2 separate regions of the Rattus norvegicus genome follow, and region 1 is linked to region 2. Evidence: chromatin contacts called from public Hi-C data. All regions are on one chromosome and are shown on one strand. The core of a region is the stretch at or near the end of the contact, and the rest is flanking DNA. Distances in the headings are between cores, read along the strand shown. Region 1 holds the start of Trabd2b (TraB domain containing 2B). Region 2 has its middle 55 kb from the start of Trabd2b.

Region 1 (5,125 bases), core at 1,452-3,951, 55 kb before region 2:
CTTTGGAATTGTCAGGGATGAAGTCCCAGACTCGGGTATAGGGAACGTGGATGGTGCCAAACAAGTAGGCTGGAGGATGGCGCCGAATAGTCCACAGGAAGGAGTTCAGGTCCCTCTGCTACAAGGAGAGAGAAGAGGAGAGGCAGATCAGTGAGGCCAAAGGCAGCAGAGCAGAGCCAGGGTTGGCACCGAGAGATGGCAGGGGTAGATGGGGCCAGAAGGCAGAGGCCCGCTGGCAAGGGTTTTCCAAGCTAAAAGTTCCACATTCAAATGCTGGCTTTGTCCTTTCTTAGTCGAATAACTTGCAGTACATCATTTTACTTCCCACAGACTCAGTTTCCTCTTCTGCAAAATGGGGGGGGGTGAGAATGGGAGTTATCGGTAGGAGTGTAATACAGAACATACGTTTCCGAAGCCCTCAGAGTGGTGCCAGGCACAGAGGAAGTGGGCAACGAAAGGAGTCTCTCTTTATGACTGGCTTTCACTGTGAAAAGCCAAGGGCTGCCATACCACCTGAGAACATTCATGCTTGGCCAAGCCAAACCTTCACCAGGGTGTTTCATGGGGAGGGTGGGGGAGAGGGGGGACCGAGAGTCCTGCTCTGGCAAGAAAAGAGGAAGTCATATAACTTTTAAATGCAGCCATTAGAAGACACATGCCAAGAGCACACTGAAAGCAGAACACCTATTAAAAATAGCACACCTATTTCAACAGCTACTTCCCACTCATAGGGTGGGTAAGGTTTTCTCCTTGGAGGGCAGGTCACCGGCATTGGCTACTTTGCTCCACTCGCTGAGACCACAGATGAGAAAAGCGTTTTAAAAATCTCGAAAAGCCAAACCAAGTCTCAGCTGCTGGTTTGGGAGGAGAGGATTTCACAGAATTAACCCCAAGACATGTACATGGTCTAGGTGCTTTCTAAACTTCCCCACCAAAAAGGTGTACCTGGCTCTCCATTTCCAAGTCTTTCTTTTTCTGTGACCTAGGTACCCACTAGGGTTGTGTGCCTAGAGTAGGGGTCCAAATACCAGGACTGTTTTGTTTTGTTTTTCAGTATAAAAACAGTATAAAAATCTCCTAAGCAAAGCTGTTTTCCATCTAGAAAAGTCCCTGGAGTGACCACTGACCACTTAGAAACTTTAGGTCAACTCCTAACATATTCCTACCTGATTCTGGCACAAATGAAAGTATTTATTGTGGGTGGTGGACACAGAACCACACTTTACCAACAAACCTTGTAAAATTGAATTCACAATAGACAGTGCCTACCAGCTATCCGGCTGGTCTCTTGCACAAGGTAGACTGCTAGCTGTGCACCTTGCCCAAGGCCAACCTATGCCCTGCTAATGAGGTAGCAAAGGAAGACCCTGCAACAGTGTTCTGGTCTCCCAGCCTCCAGTTCAGGATGATTGGCAATGCATTAATCTATCATTGAAGAGAAGGGCATTGCAGGGAAAAAAAATCAAGAGATTCCCAGTTTGGAGAGGAAAGTTGGGAGAAGCAATAATTACTTGGTCTCCTCAGGAAAATATTAGACAAGCAAGTTCATTCTGTCATTTCCGTTTCTCTCCTCTGGGCTCTTACCCCCTTTCAGGAGATAGGGGCATTTGAGACAATAGGTGCTGGGTAGGAGCTTAGGTACAGAAGGAGAGGAGTGAGAATCAGCACCAGAGGCTCCAGCCTTAGGTCAGAAAAAGGGGCAAGGAGAGGGAGGGTAAGCCTGGCCTGGTACAGTGTGAATGAAACAGCAAAAGGGTGGGAAAGGGGCACTAGGTGTTGGGAAGATGAAGTCAGAAGAAGGCAGAAAGAGAGCAAAGGGTAAAGGTAGGATAAAAGACAGGAGAGTCAGAAGCCGGCACAGAGAGGGGAACCTTCCAACCAAGACCAAAAGTCTAGAGGAAACTGTCCGCGAGAAAAGAAGAAACCATCTGGGCTGGGCTGGGCTCAGAGTTGGAGCCCGGAGGACAGATGCTAGGGAAGGGAGCCCAGGCTGTGCCCAGAGGGCGGAGGTGGAGCGAGTGGGCTGAATGGAGAAGGCTGGTCCCAAACCCAAGCCCTTCAGGCAGGAGTGTCCAGGCAGGCGGGAGAGTGGCGGGGCAGGCGCTCGCTCACCGATCCGGGCGGCCGGCACTGTCCTCCGTCCGGGGGTTGCGGGCGGGCGCGGGCGGTGGCAAGGAGGGCGGCTAGCAGCGGCCCCGCCAGGGCGGCGTGCATCCTGCCGGGGCCCGCCGGACGCGGGGACCCTCTTGGGCAGCGCCCCCTCAGCTGGGCGGGGAGCCCCCAGCTGGGCACCGAGGATCTTCTGGAGCACAGGGCTCCAGGCGCGAGATGCTGGGAGCCCGCTGGGGCGTGGCTGGATGTCCCTGTCGGACCTGGGGGTCCCTCTGGGGCGGGGCTCCGTCTGTTGGAAGAGGGGGATCCTCTGGGGCGGGGCCCCTCACCAGGGCGCGCAGCCGGGTTGGCCGAGCCCCGGAATTCTGCGAGAGCGCAGGGGTCCTAGAGCGCGTGGGGGTCCCGGAGCCTCGTCAGGGTCCGGGGGTACGCGGGGCTCCTGGGGAAGTCCTGAGATCCCAGGATGAGCGGGGGAACTCAGGTTATGCTGGGCACCCGGGGCGCGCAAGGGTCCCAGGGGTGCGCGGCGCTCCAGGGGGCGCGCAGTGGGACAAGTGCGGCGGAGGGCGCGGCGGGGCGGGGGTCGGCTCTGAGGTGCCGGGCTGCCCCCGAGCCCGGCTCAGAGGGGCGGCGGGCGGCCGCGCGGCCGCTGCCCGGGCTCCGCCATGCTGCTCCGCGGCCGGGAGGGAGGGAGAGAGGAGGGCGGGAGAGCGGCGCGGAGACGGGCCGGGCGGGGGGCTGGGGCCGCCGGGCGGGGGAGGGGAGGACCCGGCGCGGGGGGCGGGGGGCCGGGGCCGCGGCGGGCCGGGCCGGGCCGGGCCGCAGGGAGTCGGAGCGAGCTCGGCTCCCGGGCGCGGCGAGGCGGGGTCTGCCGGGCATGGCAGGCGCTCGCTGGCTCCGCGCTCGCTCTCTCGCTCGTTCCCTCGCACGCGCGCGGAGGGAGGCGAAGCCCGCAGCAGCCACTTCCCAACTTTCCAAACTTCCCAGCGCAACTTTTTCCTCTCCTCCCTTGCCTGCGCCTCCTCCCTCCTCCCTCTCGTCTCTCCAGCTCTGTGCCGGAACGTAGCTCCTGAGCGCCACCGCCAGAGGGCGTCTGGCTCAGTGGACTTCAGGCTAAGAGGTGGAAGTCCAATGGCCGGGCTGAGACAAATTTGGGGACATGGGTCAGTTTCTCAGAGTACATCTGTGAAGCCTGGTGGGAGTAAGCAGTCAGCAGAACAGGATTTGTGTAGGCACTTGGAGGTATGTGAATGAGATGGTCACTGGAGATCCAGGGAAGGTGGTATTTACTTACAACATTTTGTCATGCTGCTGTGCCTAACACTGGCATATATGTTCTTAGGCACTCTTCAAAGACTCACTACATTAAAGTAAAACATGTCTAAAGGACATAAAATAATTACCATACTGATTCCCTGGAAGCTTCATTCAGCCAGTTGTTCTCCTATCTGTCTCTGGGTTTACACACACACACACACACACACACACACACACACACACACACGCACACACACACACCGCCGTTAAACAAGATTTGCTCTATCCTGGCATTGGAGGTTAATGATAAATTGGGTGGTATTTTCAGAAGTATATAGCTGCCAAAAAAATCAAATATGTAAACAGACAATGAAAATACCATCATAGCACAAGACCAAGGAAAGGCAGGCTTCTACGGCAGGCTCAGTGGACCTCGGGCTAAGAGGTGGAAGTCCAGTGGTCAGACTGAGACAAATTTGGGGACATGGGCCAGTTTCTCAGAGGACATCTGCAAGGCCTGGCGAGAGTAAGCAGTCAGCAGGACCGGATTTGGGTAGGCACTTCGAGGCGTGTCGGAGGGCTCCTGGAGTCAGGGCGGAGCCCTGGGAGGTGATCTTTGAGATCTTTAGATCAGCAGTAGCTAATAGAAGGGAGTGAAGCAGATGGGTCACCCAGTGCCAAGGTGTAAAAGTGAGAGAAAAGGGCCTTCAAGGGACTGCCTACAGAAAGCAGGTGGCCAGAACCTGTGTCTTCATGCCAGACCCGAGAATGCACTCCTTGTATGTATTCAGTTATGGAAATTTACTCCAAGATTCGAAGCTGCAAGTGGCTGGGGCTTATCTCTACTTACAGGATTCATGATTGAGGGGACACGGTAGGGGCAGAGTGGCCAGTGGGAGCCAAGTGATCCTAGGCCACTTGGCTCCGAGCTAAGGGCTCACCACCCCTCTCTCCATGTCTGCTTCAGTTGCACATGGAGCTAGAAAAAAGAATGCTCAACCTTTGAGTGAAGCAGAAGAACTTGCCTCCCTGATCCTTGAATGTGAGCAACTAAGAATGGGACTAAAAACAAAGCACCAGAGATGGCTGTGAAATTTCCATTTTTTTTTTAAAGAAAAGAAAATGAATGGATGTTAGCAATTGCCTACAGTTCAAACTGCAAGGTATCGGGAGCGATTTGTTCTGCTCAGCCTCTTATCCAGGTGACAGATGCTAAATAATCCAGAGTACCCAGAAAACAGGGCGCCAGGGCACAATACAGTAGCTCTGTCTCATGCACACCGAGCTCTGTGACAAAGAGAAAGAGACACCCTGGAGATATACTGCCCTGACTCAGCGCCCCGCCCCCACCCGCCATAGTCACCCATCTGCTTGGAAAGAACAGAGTGAGTTGGTTGGAGAGTGAGAGTCTGCTTCTGAAGAAGTAGGAATATGGTCTTCACTGGGGAATTAGAAGATGGCAGACGGGAATTAGAGAACTGACCAGATCAAACTTCAAGTGAGGGTACGTGTGACTATGAATTAGTGCTTCCTCCTGTATTCCAATTAAAAGTTCTCTCGGATCATATCTTCCCCCGCCCCCCAGAATGATAAAGGTTTTGGCAGTTAATTGTCAGAGGTAACTGCCGTAACTTCTTCCTTTACTGCCTCGTGTAGAGCAGTCAGCAAGCTTAGACCACGGCCTCTTAGAGTCTTTCTCCAGCCCGCTTCCTGGCCTCACTGTTTTTCAGTGACTCAATGTGTGTGACAAGGCCTT
Region 2 (5,150 bases), core at 1,174-3,673:
ATTCAAAAAATAATTAGTATCCTAGATTCTTGGAATCACAGAAATGACTATGAAACAAAATGAAATCTACATATTCAGGCTTCAAAAGGCCAGACATATACTGCTTGTTGAGTGCCCCCCCCCCCCGCTCTCTCTCACTCTCTCTCTCTCTCTCCTATAAACCCCAGTGTCTTAGGGTTTCTATCTTGATAAAACATCATGACCAAAAAGCAACATGGGGAGGAAAGGATTTGTTTGACTTCCATATCCTGGTCATAGTCCATTGAGAGAAGCCTTTGTGGGAACTGAAGCTAACTAACCCCATGGAGGAACGCTGTCTATTGACTTGCTCCCCCTGCTTGCCGAGGTTATTTTCTGATATGCTCCAGAACCGCCACCCTTCCATTTTAATCATCAGTCAACAATCAAGAAAATGTCTACCGGCCAATCCCATAGGGGCATTTGCTCAACTGAACTTCTTCTCTGATGACTCTAGTTTGTGACAAAGCTATCATATGCACTCAGAATCTGCTGCCATCGAGGATGCCCCTGGGATCTTCTTGGACCCTAAGGCCAAGGATCTGCCTGACCAAAGTTGGCACTACTTTTGTCTGAGACCCCAGAGCACATTGGTCTCTTGGTGCGGCCAAGCTCTGTCTAAAATGCTTCAGAGCGAAGAACAGTGCTTTATCAGGGTTTGGCTCAGAGGGAATTCTGTCATCTTTCACAGCTTGGAAGTGACCAAGACCCTGTTCTTTCCAGAGCGCCATTGTCATATTCTCTTGCAGTGAGTACAAAGAAGTAAGCTGTGTGCCTGTGTGTGTCTCTGTGTGTCTGTGTGTGGGCAGAAGGCTGGGAAGGGAGCTTTGAGGCTGACTCTCAGAAGTTAAGAATACTAAGACTAAAGTGACATGAGAAAGGAAATGGAGTAGCTGGCATGTTCCCAGTAGACACAGACCTAGCCCTTGCTACAAATGGTGGACACTGAAGTGGGGTGGACAGTGCAGCTGGTAACAAGACCCATTCATGTCTTCCTATGAGTCAAATGGACTTTCAGAGTTCCTCAGTCCTGTCTCTTCATTTCCTGCCCTGTTTTGTGATAGAAGAAGCAAATAGCAATCAATTACTGCTTATTACAAGTGTGATTGTAAGATGAAGGTGTGTCCCCCAAATTGAGCTAACTGAGCATCTTGGCAAGGGTCGAGGATGATGCATGGAGCTGCCTATGTGTATTCTGGACTAAGAAGCCCTGCTAAGGTGTCTGTTAGAGCGAAAACACAGCCAGAGAGCCTTGCTCACAAATCTAATATCTGGCCTAGGGTGTCTCCAGCCAAAGGAAAGGTCTCCTGTTCTTTCTTTCTTTCTTTCTTTCTTTCTTTCTTTCTTTCTTTCTTTCTTTCTTTCTTTCTTTCTTTCTTCCTTCCTTTCTTTTTCCTTCCTTTCTTTCCTTTTCCTTTTTAACTTTTCATTGGTTCTTTGTAAATTTGACATCTTGCACCTTAGTCCCATTCATCTCCTCATCCCCTCATATCTGCCCTTCACCTGTACAATCTGTCACCCAAAATAAAACACACACACACACACACACACACACACACACACACACACACAGAGAGAGAGAGAGAGAGAGAGAGAGAGAGAGAGAGAGAGAGAGAGAGAGAGAGAGAGAGAAACAATAACAACAAAGCAAAGCATAGAAAACAGCTCCTTGTTAGAGCTGGAGTGTGTCACAGAGTGTCCTGCAGTGTATCCTTCTGTTCACACATCTTCACTTGCAAATGTTTATTGCATTGAGTCATTGGTTTGAAATTTCTGTCTTAGAACCTCATCAAGACTCCTCTGGATTTTCCTGTTGTCCTGGGCCATGAAGGTCTTGCAGCTTTGGATCAACAGGATTGGCCATTTCATGTGTTTCAGCTTTTTGCAAATGATATGGATTTTGGGATGGGCCAACTTAGAGCTGTGGATCTGGGTGTAGGTTCCTAAGCTGATCAGAGCTCGATCTCCCCAGTACAGCTTTGGCTAGGCCACCAGTGCTCATATCGGCTGGAGGTAGGGTCTGTTCTCCTGCTATCATGCTCTTGCCTTTAGAGCCAACTCCACTGTGCTGTCCAGTCAAGGCACAGGGCCTTCTCTCCCAAATGCTGCACCCTGGCTCTTGACCTCAGAGCCGGCTCACCTGAAACCCCCTCCAGCAGGGCCACTTCTACTGTGCTGCCTAGATGAGGTGAAGGTGGCCATTGTTCTAAATGCACAAGGTTATCCTAAGAACTATCAGCAACAAAGGGCAGAAGAATGGGGTAACACCCAGAGAATTGCAGCCTAGGGATGTAAAAAGCCAGGAAGGATAATGATTTATGATCTTTCTCCAAGGGCTGCCATCCTCAGGCCTTCTCAGGACTGACAGAGGCACAGTACTGACTCACACTGAACTCCTTCCCTGGAGGCAGGCAATGGATGTTCATACAGAGTAGGAGGGGAGGGAGGATGGGCTGGGGTTTCCAGCTTTGAGTTGTGAAGTGCCTGAAATACAGCATCTGAAGGGTCAGCTGAAGTAACACGGAGGTGCTGCAGAACAGGTAGGTTCTCAGCACCTGGTACAGTGTGAGGGTAAAATGTCTTCACACACACACAGATGTGTGATTGCAGGGGATCCTGCAGGGAGGTCATTTGCTTCTACCCCTAGCAGGGAGCCCTGCCCCCGATTTCTCCATGTTGCATCATAACCAGTTTTGCTCATGTGATTGGAGTCAGAGACTTGAAATCCTGTGTTAAAAATAGAGAACACCAGGCTGTGGTTCTTTTAAGTGGCCTTAGATCTTCACATCCAGGTCCAAGCCCCACTGTAAAGTAAGGCTGCATTGGACGGTTTTATTGAACTTCACACAAGAGTCATCAGAGAGGAGGAAGGTCACTTGAGACAATGCCTCCATACGATCTTGCTGTAGGCATTTTCTTAACAAGTAGTTTATGTGAGAGGGTTCAGCCCATTTTGTTTCTGGGTTCTATAAGAAAGCAGAGAGAGCGAGCCAGTAAGTGGCATTCTTCCATGGTTTCTGCATCAGCCTCTGCCTGTAGGTTCCTGTCCTGTTTAAGTTCCTGTCCTGCCTTCCTTCCATGGTAGAATAAGCCAAATAAACCCTTCCTTCTCTAAGTTGATTCAGTTATGGTGTTTCATCCCAACAGCACTAACCCTAATTGAGACAAAGGGCAGCTACTTTTATTTAGGGTTTTATCTCCTCTATCTTGCCTGAAATGGTCCTGGATTTCCCTCTTGTCCCTGTGTAGTTATTATCGGTGATAAGTTTACTCTAGAGGAGCCCCAGTTTGTGTGATAAACTATGTTTTAGTGCACCTAAAGCCCTTCTGACAAAATTAGGTGATCCCATTACATAATTCATGTAAAATCTCTCAATGGGTTGCCTGGCACAGAGTGTACATCAAACACTCACCGCTGTTACTCTTGTCCCCTGCCCCAAAAGACAGCTCAGCATGGAAAAGACTATGTATCCTTCAGTTACCAGAGGAGAAAAGCTAATTGTGAGAAAGTTGAAAGTACATTCACATCTAAATATGCAGTTGCGGGGCTGAGGGTGACCTGTCTTCTGTGACTCAGGAGCATGTCAGCAATGCCATTACTCACTCATTGCAGAACAGTCCTGTGGCCCACCAGCAAGGGTGACCAAATGGGGAACCTATGTGTCTTCTGTACCAACCAGCTAAGAAATAGAGACTCACATTGGTTCAGAGAGGCAGGTCCAAATCTACAGGATCTCAGCCAGTAATGAGTTCCTCAGTTGGGATTATAAAAAATTAGACCAGTGTAGGAGGGGAGACTCAGTTTTCCTCAGGGATGCAGACTCTGAGATGCATACAGGCAGTAGTAAATGGATTCAGTAGGTATTAAGAAGACCATGAATTGGGAGGGCAAAGTGTGGGAGAATAGGGGAGGACCTAGAGGGAAGGGGATCTGGGATATATTTGATTAAAGTACTTTATATGCAGGTATGTATATTAAATTCCAAAAATGAAAGTTATAAAACAAAGAAGCAAGGCCAGGCTTAGTGAGAGAGAAACCTAGGAAGTCAGCAGGGAACATATTACTAATGGAGTTATGAGGTATGGAAAAGGAGTTTCACTAGGACTAAAACACTAGAGGGGCCCACTCCAGGCTGCATTCCTGCAGGGGTCAACCAGGGCAGCCATGTGGGCAGAGGCCCATCTGCCTTTTAGAAAGGCCAGTCAATGATGGCAATGGTCACTCAGGTGGAAGGAAATGAGGGGCCTTGTCAAAAACTAGAGGATTGTCAGAGGCGGTGGTTCTCATACAGGGGAGTCCTACCACTGGCATATATTTACCATTCATAATGATTATTAATAACTCATGGAGTTAATGATAGTACTTATTCATTGAGCATTACTTCACAAGGTATGAAATGCCACATTGTTCCATGCAATCTTTATCACAGGCAATGCTATCGTCTCCACTTTACAGTCGAGGAAGCTGAGCTGGAACTATGAACATTTGCAGGGATGGATGTCTTTCTTGTTACTTGGGTGCTTGATTCCCAACTCTGACCCTAGTAATTGTGGAAAAAAATACTCTTAACAACAGAGCCACCTGTCCAGCCCCAAATTCAGGACTTTTAGGGTACAGCATTGTGACTCCAGAATTAATCAAGTCACCACAGTAATGCCCGTGGAGGAATTTCATAAATGTCACCTGGGCACTGTGAAGAGAACCAAGGGAACTGACCCTTGTTCATCTGCCCTGGAAGAGAGGGGACAGGGAGATTGCCATTTAGCAGGTCACTGAGAAGCGTCCCATGGAGATTCCAATACAGTTGCTGTCCCCAGAAATCCCTTCCCAGAGATACAGGCTGAAGCTGTCCCGGGGGAAGAGAAGAAGGCGTGGGGAACCAACATCCTTTATTCTCAGGCTTTGGCCTCCTACACTGTTAGCATCTTCTTTCTTCCAGCCCAGTTTCTTGTGCTGGAACCATCTCCTTCCCTCCAGAGACCACCATCTCTCAGCTAATTGGTGGAAAATTGGTTGCTAACTGTCAGGAAATCGCCTATTTTCCATCCATTACTGGGAGGACCAGGCTCCATAGCTGAGAGGGACTCTGGGTGGGAAGCAGAGGCTGATTAGCCCTCAGAGTTAACAATTA

Evidence for each region. A called contact is a pair of places that touch in the nucleus more often than the background predicts.
Region 1: a contact with region 2 is called in a Hi-C map of the A7r5 cell line, with 2.6 times the contacts expected there. The contact joins the promoter of Trabd2b here to the enhancer-like site in region 2. A contact is called at or near these places in 10 of 12 Hi-C or Micro-C datasets (the A7r5 cell line, the Rat2 cell line, Schwann cells and 5 more).

What each region holds. Positions count from the first base shown.
Region 1 is chr5:133,175,590-133,180,714 of GRCr8, reverse strand. Trabd2b (TraB domain containing 2B) reads right to left here and starts at 2,701. Exons shown (of 8, transcript XM_006238601.5): 1 at 2,113-2,701; 2 at 1-118. The coding sequence starts at 2,214.
Region 2 is chr5:133,120,509-133,125,658 of GRCr8, reverse strand. No RefSeq gene overlaps it. Among named protein-coding and RNA genes, the nearest start is that of Trabd2b, 55 kb to the left of the region's middle. Within about 2 kb of position 2,423, at least 7 of the 93 cell types and tissues checked have an H3K27ac peak or open chromatin away from gene starts, as enhancers often do. A contact at or near this core is called in the A7r5 cell line, where this site is marked.